Linked DNA regions of Zea mays: region 2 is linked to region 1. The links are chromatin contacts, called in public Hi-C maps. All regions are on one chromosome and are shown on one strand. The core of a region is the stretch at or near the end of the contact, and the rest is flanking DNA. Distances in the headings are between cores, read along the strand shown.

The links. Hi-C and Micro-C count contacts between places; a contact is called where the count stands out from the background.
Region 2: a Hi-C map of ear shows a contact between it and region 1, with 2.5 times the contacts expected there. The contact joins the promoter of LOC542538 here to the promoter of LOC100192775 in region 1. A contact is called at or near these places in 2 of 25 Hi-C or Micro-C datasets (ear and leaf).

Annotation. Positions count from the first base shown.
Region 1 is chr4:6,519,014-6,525,848 of Zm-B73-REFERENCE-NAM-5.0, forward strand. It overlaps LOC100192775, which reads left to right and starts at 4,692. Exons shown (of 7, transcript NM_001137971.1): 1 at 4,692-4,738; 2 at 5,539-5,612; 3 at 6,019-6,835. The coding sequence starts at 6,672.
Region 2 is chr4:6,697,726-6,704,321 of Zm-B73-REFERENCE-NAM-5.0, forward strand. It overlaps LOC542538 (seryl-tRNA synthetase), which reads right to left and starts at 1,361. Exons shown (of 10, transcript NM_001305867.1): 1 at 1,081-1,361; 2 at 835-1,013. The coding sequence starts at 1,243.

The DNA of each region.
Region 1 (6,835 bases), core at 3,442-5,941:
TTCTTTGAAGCCCATGACACCAGGGATCTTCCTAAAAACTGACAAGTCCCTGATGTGCTTTTCCTATCAATTTTACATCCGGCATAATCGGCGTCGGAATACCCAATTAAATCAAAGGTAGATCCCTTGGGGTACCAAAGCCCAAACTTAGGAGTGTAAACTAAATATCGCATGATTCTTTTCACGGCCCTAATGTGAACTTCCTTAGGATTTGCCTGGAACCTTGCACACATGCATAGAGAGAGCAAAATATCCGGTCGAGATGCACATAAATAGAGTAAAGATCCTATGATCGACCGATATACCTTTTGATCTACGGATTTACCTCCCGTGTCGAGGTCGAGATGCCCATTGGTTCCCATGGGTGTCTTGACGGGTTTGCCATTCTTCATCCCAAACTTCTTAAGTATATCTTGTATGTATTTTGTTTGGCTGATGAAGGTGCCCTCTTGGAGTTACTTGATTTGAAATCCAAGGAAGTACTTCGACTCCCCCATCATAGACATCTTGAATTTCTGTATCATGATCCTACTAAACTCTTCACAAGTTGACTTGTTAGTAGACCCAAATATAATATCGTCAACATAAATTTGACATATAAACAAGTATTTTGCAACAGTTTTAGTAAAGAGAGTAGGATCGGCTTTACCGACTTTGAATCCACTAGTGATAAGAAAATCTCTCAGACATTCATACCATGCTCTTGGGGCTTGCTTGAGCCCATAAAGCGCCTTTGAGAGTTTGTAAACATGGTTAGGGTACTCACTATCTTCAAAGCCGGGAGGTTGCTCAACATAGACCTCTTCCTTGATGGGTCCATTGAGGAAGGCACTTTTCACGTCCATTTGATAAAGCTTGAAGCCATGGTAAGTAGCATAGGCAAGTAATATACGATTTGTCTCAAGCCTAGCTACAGGTGCATAAGTTTCATCAAAGTCCAAACCTTCGACTTGTGAATAACCTTTGGCCTCAAGTCGGGCTTTGTTCCTTGTCACCACACCATGCTCATCTTGCTTGTTGCGGAATACCCATTTGGTACCTACAACATTTTGATTAGGACGTGGAACTAAATGCCATACCTCATTCCTCGTGAAGTTGTTGAGCTCCTCTTGCATTGCCACCACCCAATCCGGATCTCTTAGTGCATCCTCTATCCTGTATGGCTCAATAGAGGACACAAAAGAGTAATGTTCACAAAAATGTGCAACTCGAGATCTAGTGGTTACCCCCTTGTGAATGTCACCAAGAATGGAGTTGACGGGGTGATCTCGTTGAATTGCTTGGTGGACTCTTGGGTGTGGCGGTCTTTGATCTCTTATTTCTTGATCATCTTCCTTGTCTTGGTTATCATCATCTCCCCCTTGATCCATGTCCTCCTCTTGAGGTGGCTCATCCTCTTGATCTTCATCTTCATTATCTTGAGCCTGATCCTCGTCTTGAGTTGGTGGAGATGCTTGCATGGAAGATGACAATTGATCTTGTGCTTGTGAAGGCTCTTCGAATTCCTTGGGACACATATCTCCAATGGACATGTTCCTTAGTGCGACGCACGGAGCTTCTTCATCATCTAGTTCATCAAGATCAACTTGCTTCACTTGGGAGCCATTAGTCTCATCAAACACAATGTCACAAGATACTTCAACTAATCCAGTGGATTTGTTGAAGACTCTATATGCCCTTGTGTTTGAGTCATACCCTAGTAAAAAGCCTTCTACAACCTTAGGAGCAAATTTAGAACTTCTACCTCTTTTAATAAGAATAAAGCATTTACTCCCAAAGACTCTAAAATATGAAACATTGAGATTTTTACCAGTGAGGAGTTCATATGATGTTTTCTTGGGGATTCAGTGAAGGTAGAGCTGGTTGATGGAGTAGCAAGCGGTGTTGATTGCTTCTGCCCAAAACCGTTCCGGAGTCTTGTATTCATCAAGCATGGTTCTTGCCATGTCCAATAGAGTTCTATTCTTCCTCTCCACTACACCATTTTGTTGAGGTGTGTAGGGAGAAGAGAACTCATGCTTGATGCCGTCCTCCTCAAGAAATCCTTCAATTTGAGAGTTCTTGAACTCCGTCCCATTATCGCTTCTTATCTTTTTGATCCTTAATCCAAACTCATTTTGAGCACGTCTCAAGAATCTCTTTAAGGTCTCTTGGGTTTGATATTTTTCCTGCAAAAAGAATACCCAAGTGAAGCGAGAATAATCATCCACAATAACAAGACATTACTTACTTCCGCCGATGCTTATATAAGCAATCAGACCGAATAGATCCATGTAGAGTAGCTCAAGTGGCATGTCCGCTGTCATGATGTTTTTGTGTGGATGATGGACTCCAACTTGCTTCCTTGCTTGACATGCGCTACAAATCATGTCTTTCTCAAAATGAACATTTGTTAGTCCTAAAATGTGCTCTCCCTTTAGAAGCTTATGAAGATTCTTCATTCCAACATGGGCAAGTCGGCGATGCCAGAGCCAGCCCATATTAGTCTTAGCAATTAAGCAAATGTCTAGTTCAGCTTGGTTATCATTAAAATCAACTAAGTATAGCTGACCATCTAATACTCCCTTAAATGCTACTGAATCATCACTTCTTCTAAAGACAGTAACACCTACATCAGTAAATAAATAATTGTAGCCCATTTTGCATAATTGGGAAATAGAAAGCAAATTGTAATGTAAAGAATCTACAAGAAAAACATTGGAAATAGAATGGTAAGAAAATATAGCTATTTTTCCCAACCTTTGACCAAACCTTGATTTCCATTCCCGAATGTAATAGCTCTTTGGGGATCTTCATTTTTCTCATAGGAGGAGAACATCATTTTCTCCCCTGTCATGTGGTTTGTGCACCCGCTATCGATTATCCAACTTGATCCACTGGATGCATAAACCTGCAAAACAATTTAGGCCTTGTTCTTACGTACCCAAACAGTCTTGAGTCATTTGACGTTAGAAACAAGCACCTTGGGCACCCAAACACAAGTCTTGGGACTCTTGTGTTTGCCCCCAACATATTTGGCAACTATCTTGCCTGATTTGTTAGTTAAAACATATGAAGCATCAAAAGTCTTAAATGAAACATTATGTGCATTTGATGCAGTAGGAATTTTTTTTCTAGGCATTTTGACATGAGTGGTATGCCTAGAGCTAGACGCCTCATTTTTGTACATAAATGCATGGTGAGAAACAGAATGAGGTTTCCTAGCATGAATCTTCATAATCTTATGTTCAAGATAGTTTGCAGGATATACAATGTAACCCTCACTATCCTAAACCATGGGAGCCTTACCCTTAACAAAATTAGACAATCTTTTAGGGGTATTAAGCTTGGTGTTGTTTTGATTTCCTTGTTGGAAACCAATACCATCCTTAATGTCAGGGCGTCTCCCATTATAGAGCATGCTTCTAGCAAATTTAAAATTTTCATTCTCTAACTCATGCTCGGCAATTTTAGTAGTTAATTTAGCTATATGATCATTTTGTTGTTTAATCATGGCAAGGTGATCATCCATAGCTTCAATATTAACATCTCTACATCTAGTGCAAATAGTAACATGATCAACAGTAGATGTAGATGGTTTGCAGGTATTTAATTATTCTATCTTAGCACTTAATCTAATATTCTCATCTCTAAGACAGGAAAAAGGATCATTGCAAACATTCAATTTTTCAATCTTAGAAACTAAACTAGCATTTTCAGTTCTAAGACTTGAAATTGAATCATGATAAATGCTAATATCCTTAGATAAGTTTTCACATTTTCTATTTCCTGAGCATAAGCATTTTTTAATTTAACAATTTTATTGTTCTATTTAACGAGGAAGTCCTCTTGGCTTTCCAAGAGGTCATCCTTCTCGTTAATGGTTTCAATTAGTTCATTTATTTTTTTCTTTTGTTCCATGTTAAGGTTGGCAAAAAGAGCAAGTAAATCATCTTCATTATCGCTAGAGCTACCCTCATCACTAGATGTTGTATATTTGGGGTGGCTCACTATACGACGGTTGATCTTTAGCGACTCTTATTAGGGACTGACGGTTGGTCGCTAAAAGTTATGGACCGACGGTTGGTCGCTAAATGCGTTTATAGCGACGGTCTGTGGGTCGCTAAAAGTCTAGAAATTTAACGACATATGGTTGGTCGCTATAGAGGTAAGTGTGTGACTGATGGTGGGTCGCTATAGGGGTACGTGATTTTTGTGTTTCTTATTTACTCACCAAAGCCCATCTAAAGGCCTACTAAACAAACGAAACCCTATTTCACGCACCAAACCACAAGCGCAGCCGCCGTCACTTCTGCCCCATCACGGCCCCATCCTGCCGCTCGTCGACGACGCCACCCCGCCCCTCGGCCGCGGTCGCCGTCAGGCAGCCAGCCACCGCGACATTGGCCATGATTTTTTGTGCCTGTTCTTGCTTAACTTTATAACTGATAAAGTTTCCAATCACAAGATTTACTTAATTTATACTATTATTATCTTCTGTTGCAGTATTTCCTTATTATTAAAGCAGCAAGGTTTGCCGCTTCCTCGTGTGTCCACGTCGGCAAATTTTTTTGCCGTCCGATCGTTCATCAATGGTGACAATCTCACCCCTGCACAGTGTGTGTGGATGGTTCTAGTTTCTTCTCTCACCAGCTCATGCGTCTCCAAAGTAAAAAGGATAAGAGAGACTCTGGGTTGCCGAGGTCCGCTTTCGTAACTACAGGAGGTAGGCAAAGGAGACGGCGACGACGAAGAACATGTACTTCCTCCATTACGTCCTCTATTCCTATCATTGCCTTTCGTTTCTTTTCTTTTCTACAATCGGCGTTACCTGCTGCAGTCGACGGCTCGGTCCCCTTGGTATCTAATGCCTTTGCGCGGCACCTGAGTTCTACACTTGCGACGAACTTGAGCATTGCATTCGTCGTTGTTCTTGTGTCCATTCTTGTCTCTGACTCGGGCCGCCGCGAGTTCCTCCATTCCCACTGCCATGGAATACGCCAGTGCGCTGAATGACGCCTGCGTCTTCACGGATCTCCTCCTCCTTTTGGCTAACATGGCTCCTCAAAGATGACCGCGTACGTTTGTCGAGCGGCGCTGGCAAGGGCCACGTGAACTGCGTTGGTCGACGCTTCCACACGCGCCGCTAAGCCTGCCCTGCCGCCCCCTATGCGATGCTGCTCCTCCCCTTTCTTCTCCGCCTAGGCTGGCGCTTGGAGGAGGATGCCACCAAGGTTACCAACTACTTAATGTACGCGTGCAAGATGCTCGATGATACACCCCAACGGAAAGCAGTGTCGTGGACGATGGTAGTCGTGGGGAACATTGTAGACTCCACGCCGGTTGAGGAGGAAAAACTCCATTGGCTCTTTTGTCACCTTAAGGGATTTGCCTAACGTTTCCTTTTTTTTCTTTTAAATATGATTTCCCCCATACGTATGCAGATGCAGTTGCCATATTTTAATGCTCAATGCTGCCTACTTTAATTTTATGCTTAATTTTTTTTAATGCTCAATGCTGCCTACTTTCCTTCACTGATTTGGCTGCTCTTTTATTTAGCTTATAGCAACGGAAAAAAGTTAGCACATTCCAAAAACTTCAAAGACTGCTGTGTACGACATCCTATATTACCGGTATGAGTACTTTTGAGAGCTTAAATGTTGTTAGTCTTCTGTTTGCTATTACGTGCTTTTGCTTTCCTGAAAAACTTCACACAGTTTCAGCTACGAATTGACCAATGACGAAAACAAGATATATGAAGTGGCACAATACTCAGTTTTACTTCTAAAAATTGAAGAGATTTAAAGAAGGATTATTCCAACAATAAATATCTATACTTTTGTTAGCATACATTTTCTTTTCTCATGGCATATATTTTCTTAAGGGCTAGTTTGAAAATTTTAAATCCTCTCCGGGATTCCCGGATATTGAGAAGAAAATGAGCTAATTTCCCACTCAATCCCTGAGAATACCGGAGGAGATTTTTAAGTTTCCAAATTAGCCCTAAGTGTAGTAACTGATTTTCACTTAATTTTGCAGACTGCTTCTGTTTGAATTGAACGGCATCTTCAGAATCTCGGCGACGCTAATTTCTAACTCATATGGGAGAGGTCTATTTCTAGAATTTTTGTTTTTCTTTAATAGATTTGCCACCTACATTGGCATTTTTTCCCACTGCAATCGATTATAAACTACAGTTTTGCAACCTTTCAGTGACATGAACATCTAACCATATTCAAGTTTGCCCTCATCTCAATATCCAGATATCTCCACCTCATCGACTCAATAGTTAACCATATTCAAGTTTGCCCCTTTGAAACCATCTGCTTGGATTTTATCGATTCCATTACCTAAAAATATGGTACAATTTCAGTACGCCAGTACATATTATGCAAATGAAACACAATTAAAATCAGCATTGTGAACTTTATTGTTTGCCCATTTTTTTGATAAATTACCCATTTTATGATTCTACTGGGCCCTTTTCGCCTTTGCCCTACAATTATTCCTCCTCTTCGCTCTTTTGTTTCATTGTTTGTTCTGCTTTGCACTTCTATTCATTGCATTCTTCGTCGGTGATTGTGCTCGTCCAGTTCGTCGGCCATGTGTTCTATCATTTTCGTCAGAAATCCTTTCTTAAGCCCTCCACTTTTCTCCTTTTTTGTTACCTTCGCACTTCGTTTTTATTGTTCATGTTCTCTGTCGTCGAGATCTACTGTCTCAGGTTTATTCTGGCTTTCATAGTAAATAAATTGCTCTTCTTCCCCTCATTTCTTGCTGGACGCATATTATGCTTTTCCACTTTGCGACAACACTGTTTCCCTTATTTGTGTTCGAGTAAAGTTCAGACTTTATC
Region 2 (6,596 bases), core at 111-2,610, 180 kb after region 1:
TGCCCATGTGTGATCAAGCCCAAGAGACAATTCAGCACCTCCTTACTGCGTGCATTTTTGCCCGGCAATTTTGGCACAAAGTTCTTGCTGTTTTTGGCTTGGGGCACCTCACTCCGGCAGCTGATGAGGAGTCTTTTGCAGACTGGTGGGGAAAGGTGAGCCTAAGGGTTATCAAGACCAGGAAAAAGGGGCTTAACTCTTTGATCATTCTGGGAGCTTGGTGCCTATGGCTTCAGAGAAACAGAGCAGTGTTTCATGGGGAGTCTCCATCCTTATCTAGAATTTTTAGATGTTTTTCAGATGAGTGTGTTAGCTGGGCAATAGCAGGAGCTTGAGAGCCTTGGCTTAGTTGTAGCTCTGGGCGAGGTTGGGTCAAGTTACGGTACCAGTTTGTAATTCCCTTCGGGTTTATGTAGGGTCCTTGGGAGACTTGCTCAGCAACATCTCCTTTTTGTAAGGTTTTTATTCCTCTCTAATATATAAGATGTGCAATTCTCCTGCGCGTTCGATAAAAAAAAGATCATCTTTAGAAATTCAATTAACTGTGATACTGATATGGAACTGTTATCCTATATGATATCTGATTCACTGATTGTTTGTTAGTATAGCCATGGTACTCGGGCTTTATGAACTAGAAGGGTGCCTCTCCTCGGATTTTTGTTCTAGGTCCGCATCTGCCATCTAGTACATATCCCTCGGCCAGCCAAGTCAAAATCCAGGCATTAGAACCTGACCCTCAACAACGCAAGCTTATCCATCAACGAATCTAGCGCAGCACAGTCAGACAGCACGAACAGCTACAACAAAAAGCTCTGGCATTGGCAAGCCCCAGACCTTCTGCAGTGTGAGGTACTGATCGTAGAGCTCGAAGACGAGGTCCAGATTGGCGGTAGAGTTCCGGGTCCGGATGTTGTCGGCGACGGCATCCCGGTTGTCTCGGATCCATTTGAAATCAATCGCGGCCTTCCACTGCGGCCTCACCACACCGGCACCACCTCCCGCACTACCGTCTCCTGAAAGAAAAGGCGGAAGCTTAGATAGCAGCCGTTGAGATGAAGAGCGAAGGTTTTAAACTTTTACCATTGGTGTCGAGTTCCACGGCGGTGGCGGCGGCGGCGGAGGCAGAGGAGAGGAGGTGGGGAGCGGGGCGGCGAACGAGGGAGCGAGTGAGAGTCCGAAACGGGAAAAAGGATGCGGTGCTGGTAGCAGCGGAGGAGGAGATAAAGCGGCCGCAGGTCAGCATCTCGCCGGTGAGGTGGTGGCCGGCGGGCGGCCGTTGGGGCGGATAAGAGAGGGGTGAGGTTTTTGGGGACGCCCGGGCCCCGGGCCGTATGGACTTTTGGTTCTAGTGTAGCATACTTTTTTCTCAAACTCCACTCTGGTCTATCCTCAGTTTGTAGTTACGTCAATTTTTCTATTTTAAAATTAACTACTTTATTTTAGTTTGTTTGACACATAAAAATTGCACAACATAATAGTACCTCCGTTTTCGAAATCGCTAGTTTATTTTTGAACTAAAATATAACAAATAAAAAATAAAAAACGAGAGAGGAACTTTTATTGAATAAAACATCACACATTATATAATACTTAAAAGAAGTGTATGATAAATTTAAAAAAAATGAACTCCTACAATCACAAACGGTTAGTACACATGGCACTTACGTCGTACATGTGGATCAATCAACGCACTGTCAATCGGCTCAGCATGCCAACACGGACGAGAACGGGCGTTACGTCCGCTCTCGCCGGGCGCCGGCACTCTCACTCATCGGTGTCTTCTCGTCCCTCTACCGCCTCACAGTATGCTGGACACAGTCACTAGGGCCGCACTTGCCCCCCACTGGCACCAGCCTGACACAGTGAATGTCAACCGTTCGATCTTACCACTTTGATGAGGTTATTGTGCAAACTCTATTATTCATGCAAAAAAATATTTAAACTAGCATATAGCCCACGGTAACATTATGATCTCGCGGAGGAGGACAGGGGTCGACGATAGCATTGACAGTGTGAGGGGGGATTAACACTAACGCGAGTGAGGGAGGCGAGGACGCAGGGGAGGGAGAGGGGAGACTAGGGCGGCAGGGTCGTAGAGGAGAGGGATGAGAGATTATCCAAATAATATTGTTCATTATATTTCAGTAGGTAAGGGAGAGAAGTTATCCACTGATCTGAATCATTCGTTTTGATGGTGTGTGTAGTCTGGGTGTATTTTGTTTGGTGGATTTAGTGGAGGTTATGGGTGTGGAGGTGATTTGATTGTGTGGGTTTTGCAAAGTTTAAACTTGTGGATTATATAGTGGTCGGTGTTTCAAACATAGCTCCGACAAGTAAATTTGTTCATGCATATTCTAGGTTCCGGATGGTGTGCTCAGAGGATGCGAGATTTATATTGCTTCGAGCAGAACATCCCTACATCCAGTTTTCTGAGGTTCACGCTACAGGCACTGTTGTTGCTCAATACTCATGGTAGGGGTTACAAGCGGGAGAGAGGGAAAAGGAGATCTTAAGTATCTAATGCATGGCTAGACCTAAGAACTACGGGACTAGAGCTCTTCGCTAAGCCTTGGGCGTCGTGGTGGTTCGCTCCAGCCTCCATGGTCTTCCGGGTCTTCTGGTTCGTAAGTTTTTCTTGTGTGTTGTGTGTTGTCCTCTTTTATAGACCAAGGCGGGGGTCAGTTACCGACTCCTTTTCTTAGAAGAAGTTGCTGAGCTACAGTAAAACGAGACATTCTACCCCGGTAAAATCATGATTGTCGCCTTATGCCCTAGTCATCTAGGCTTCCCTAGCTGCGTCCTTTATGGCAGGCAGTACGGGCGGCGTGGAGCTCCGGTGCCATCATTAATTTCTTTACGCCACATCGACCCCTGGTCTCCGTAGCCTAGGTCTTGGTGTGGCTCGTCGTTTTGCGGGTCCTATAGATGGCTTGCGCACTCAAGCTTTTGCTCGTAGGTCATGAGTACGTCGCAGGCCGAGGGCCTCGTAGGTCATGAGTGGGAGGTGGACTGACTCTCCTACTATGGCTCAGTGCCAGACGTAGTTAATACAGCCAGTCATTATGACGCGTCAGTCTTGGGCCATACGAGGAATCCACTCAAGTGGCTTCCTCTCGGTTCGCCCGACCCCCTCTCTCTAGCTCCGCTTAGCCGACCCCTATTCGGTGCCTCAGGGTGAAAGGGAAATAGAGTCAAACCTTTTCCAATTGAATTTTGGTGGTTGAATTGCCCAACATAAATTATTGGACTAACTAGTTTGCTCTAAAATATATGTTCTACAGGTGCTAAAGATTCACAACAAACCAATATAAAGATAAAAGAAAGGATTCAAAACAAAGGAGCAAAGTAAACCGGAGGCAGCCCTGGTCTGGCGCACCGGACTGTCCGGTGTGCCACCGGACAGTGCCCGGTGCACCAGGGAGAATCAAATCAAACTTGCCAGCCTCGAGAATCTAGGGAGGCCGCTCCGCTATAATTCATCGGACTGTCCGGTGTAACACCGGACTGTCCAGTGTGCCAGCGGAGCAACGGCTACTTTGCGCCAATGGTCGTCTGCAAGTGAACAGTGAAAGCAAACAGTGCGCGCCTGCGCGTGTAGAAGTCAGAGCAGGCACCAGAAGTGAGAGCACCTAGAGGGGGTGAATAGGTGATCCTGTAAAAACTTAAAACTTATAGCCACAAAACTTGGTTATGTGTTAGAAAGATAATACCAAGTGACTATAAAGCGAGCTCTTGCGAATCACAACAATCACACGAAAAGCAATCACAAGAGACACGCGGTTTATCCCGTGGTTTGACAAGTACAACACTTGTCTACCTCCACGTTGTGGCGTCCCAATGGACGAGGGTTGCACTCAACCCCTTTCAAGTGATCCAATGATCAACTTGAATACCACGGTGTTCTTCTTTCTTTACTCTTTCCCGTTTGCGAGGAATCTCCACAACTTGGAGTCTCTCGCCCTTACAATGAGGATCAAAGTGAAAGCACTAGAGTAAGGGAGGGAAGCAACACACACAAATCCACAGCAATACGCACACACACAGCCAAGACTTGAGCTAGAATGAATCGCAACAAGTTCACCACTAGAACAGAGCTCAAATCACTAAGAATGTCGATCGAGTGCGCAAAGATGGAGTGTGAGAGATTAAGATTGCTCAAAGTATGCTTGGATGGCTCCTCCATGCGCCTAGGGGTCCCTTTTATAGCCCCAAGGCAGCTAGGAGCCGTTGGAAGCAATCCAGGAAGGCAATTCTTGCCTTCTGTCGGGTGGCGCACCGAACAGTCCGGTGCACCACCGGACATCCACTGTTCACAGTCCGGTGTAGATTGCTTTCCAAAATTGGCGCAGCCGACCGTTGAGGATTTGGAGTCGTTGGCGCACCGAACAGTCCGGTGCCCCCATCCGACCGTTGGCTCGGCCACGCGTCACGCGCGCATTGCGTGGCCGACCGTTGGCGCAGTTGACCGTTGGCTCACCGGACAGTCCGGTGCACCACCTGACAGTCCGGTGATTTTTAGCCGTACGCTATTGACTGTTTCCCGAGAGCGGCGACTTCGCCGCAGACAAGGCACCGGACATTCCGGTGCACCACCGGACAGTCCGGTGATTTATAGTCGTACGACGTCGTCGAGACCCGAGAGTAGGCTTTTCATCGGGACTGGTCCTGGCACATCGGACACTGTCCGGTGCGCCACCGGACACTGTCCGGTGCGCCATCGGACAGTCCGGTGCACCCAGACCGAGCAGCCTTTTGGCTGAACATAGCCAACTTTTCTCCAAAACGATTTCTCCTGTTTCTAGCACTTAGACATAATACATTAGTCTTCAAAACAATGTACTAAGTCTAGAAACATACATTTAATCTTGATTTGCACTTCTTGAGTCTTTGGCACAAATATCACTCAAAGTATTTGTGTGGAGCACTTAATCACCAAAATCTTATAGAAATGGCCCAAGGGCACATTTCCCTTTCAATCTCCCCCTTTTTGGTGATTTATGCCAACACAACAAAAAGCAACTAAAAGAAGTGCAACATTAATGCAAATTAGAACAAAATTTGTTTTCATTCAAATTTGGCACATTTGGATCATTCTTTGCCACCACTTGGTTTGTTTTTGCAAATCAACCTCAATTTCCTATCTCTAAGTCAAATTCACTTGTTGAGGCATAGAGATAGGTATTCCAAGAGAAATTGATCAAGGATTCAAAAACTCCCCCTTTTTCCCATAATCAAACATTCTCCCCACAAGAGACCAACTTTTGACAATAAGAGATAATAAGAGTATTTTGACAAAACAAAAGTTCTAACTCTACTATTTTCAAAATTCTCAAGTGGTAGCTGATCCATTTCTTGCTTTTGGCCTTAATTTCTCCCCCCTTTGGCATCAAGCACCAAAACGGGATAATTTTTGGCCCAAAAAACCCATTGCCTCACCAAAATCTTTAATTAAGAGTAAAAAGACAATAAGGGCAAGGAGATGAACTTGGAGTAAATTACCCTCTCATTGGAGTGCAGTGGAAGTCTTGCATGGTCCAAGTTCACCTTTTCCCTTTCAATCCTCCTTTGAGACTAAATTAAGAACACTCAAGCACATGGTTAGTCTCAAAGTGTCAAGTTGTAGCATTTCTCCCCCTAAATATGTGCATCATTCACACATGGACTTGTGAGGTCCAGGGATCCCTTGCACAACTTGAGCACCATAAATAAACAATAAAATGCATAAAGGAACATGATCAAAGGCATAAAATACATGTATGCTCTATATCAATCCAAGTTACGCGAATCTAAGACATTTAGCTCACTACGCAGCCTGCAAAAGGTCTTCTCATCTAAAGGCTTGGTAAAGATATCGGCTAGCTGGTTCTCGGTTCTAACATAAAACACTTCGATATCTCCCTTTTGCTAGTGGTCTCTCAAAAAGTGATGCCGGATGTTTATGTGCTTTGTGCAGCTGTGTTCAACAGGATTGTCCGCCATGCGGATAGCACTCTCATTGTCACATAGGAGTGGGACTTTGCTCAGATTGTAGCAAAAGTCCCGGAGGGTTTGCCTCATCCAAAGTAGTTGCGCGCAACACTGTCCTGCGGCAACGTACTCGGCCTCAGCGGTGGATAAGGCAACGGAAGTTTGTTTCTTAGAACTCCACGACACTAGGGACCTTCCTAGGAATTGGCGCGTCCCTGATATACTCTTCCTATCGACCTTACATCCAGCATAGTCGGAGTCTGAGTATCCAATTAAGTCAAAGGTAGATCCCTTTGGATACCAGATCCTGAAGCAAGGCGTAGCAACTAAATATCTAAGAATTCGCTTAACGGCCACAAGGTGACACTCCCTTGGGTCGGATTGAAATCTAGCACACATGCATACGCTAAGCATAATATCCGGTCTACTAGCACATAAATAAAGTAAAGACCCAATCATAGACCGGTATGCCTTTTGATCAACGGACTTACCTCCTTTGTTGAGGTCGACATGTTCGTCGGTTCCCATTGGAGTCTTTGCGGGCTTGGCGTCCTTCATCCCAAACCGCTTGAGCAAGTCTTGCGTGTACTTCGTTTGAGAGATGAAGGTGTCGTCCTTGAGTTGCTTCA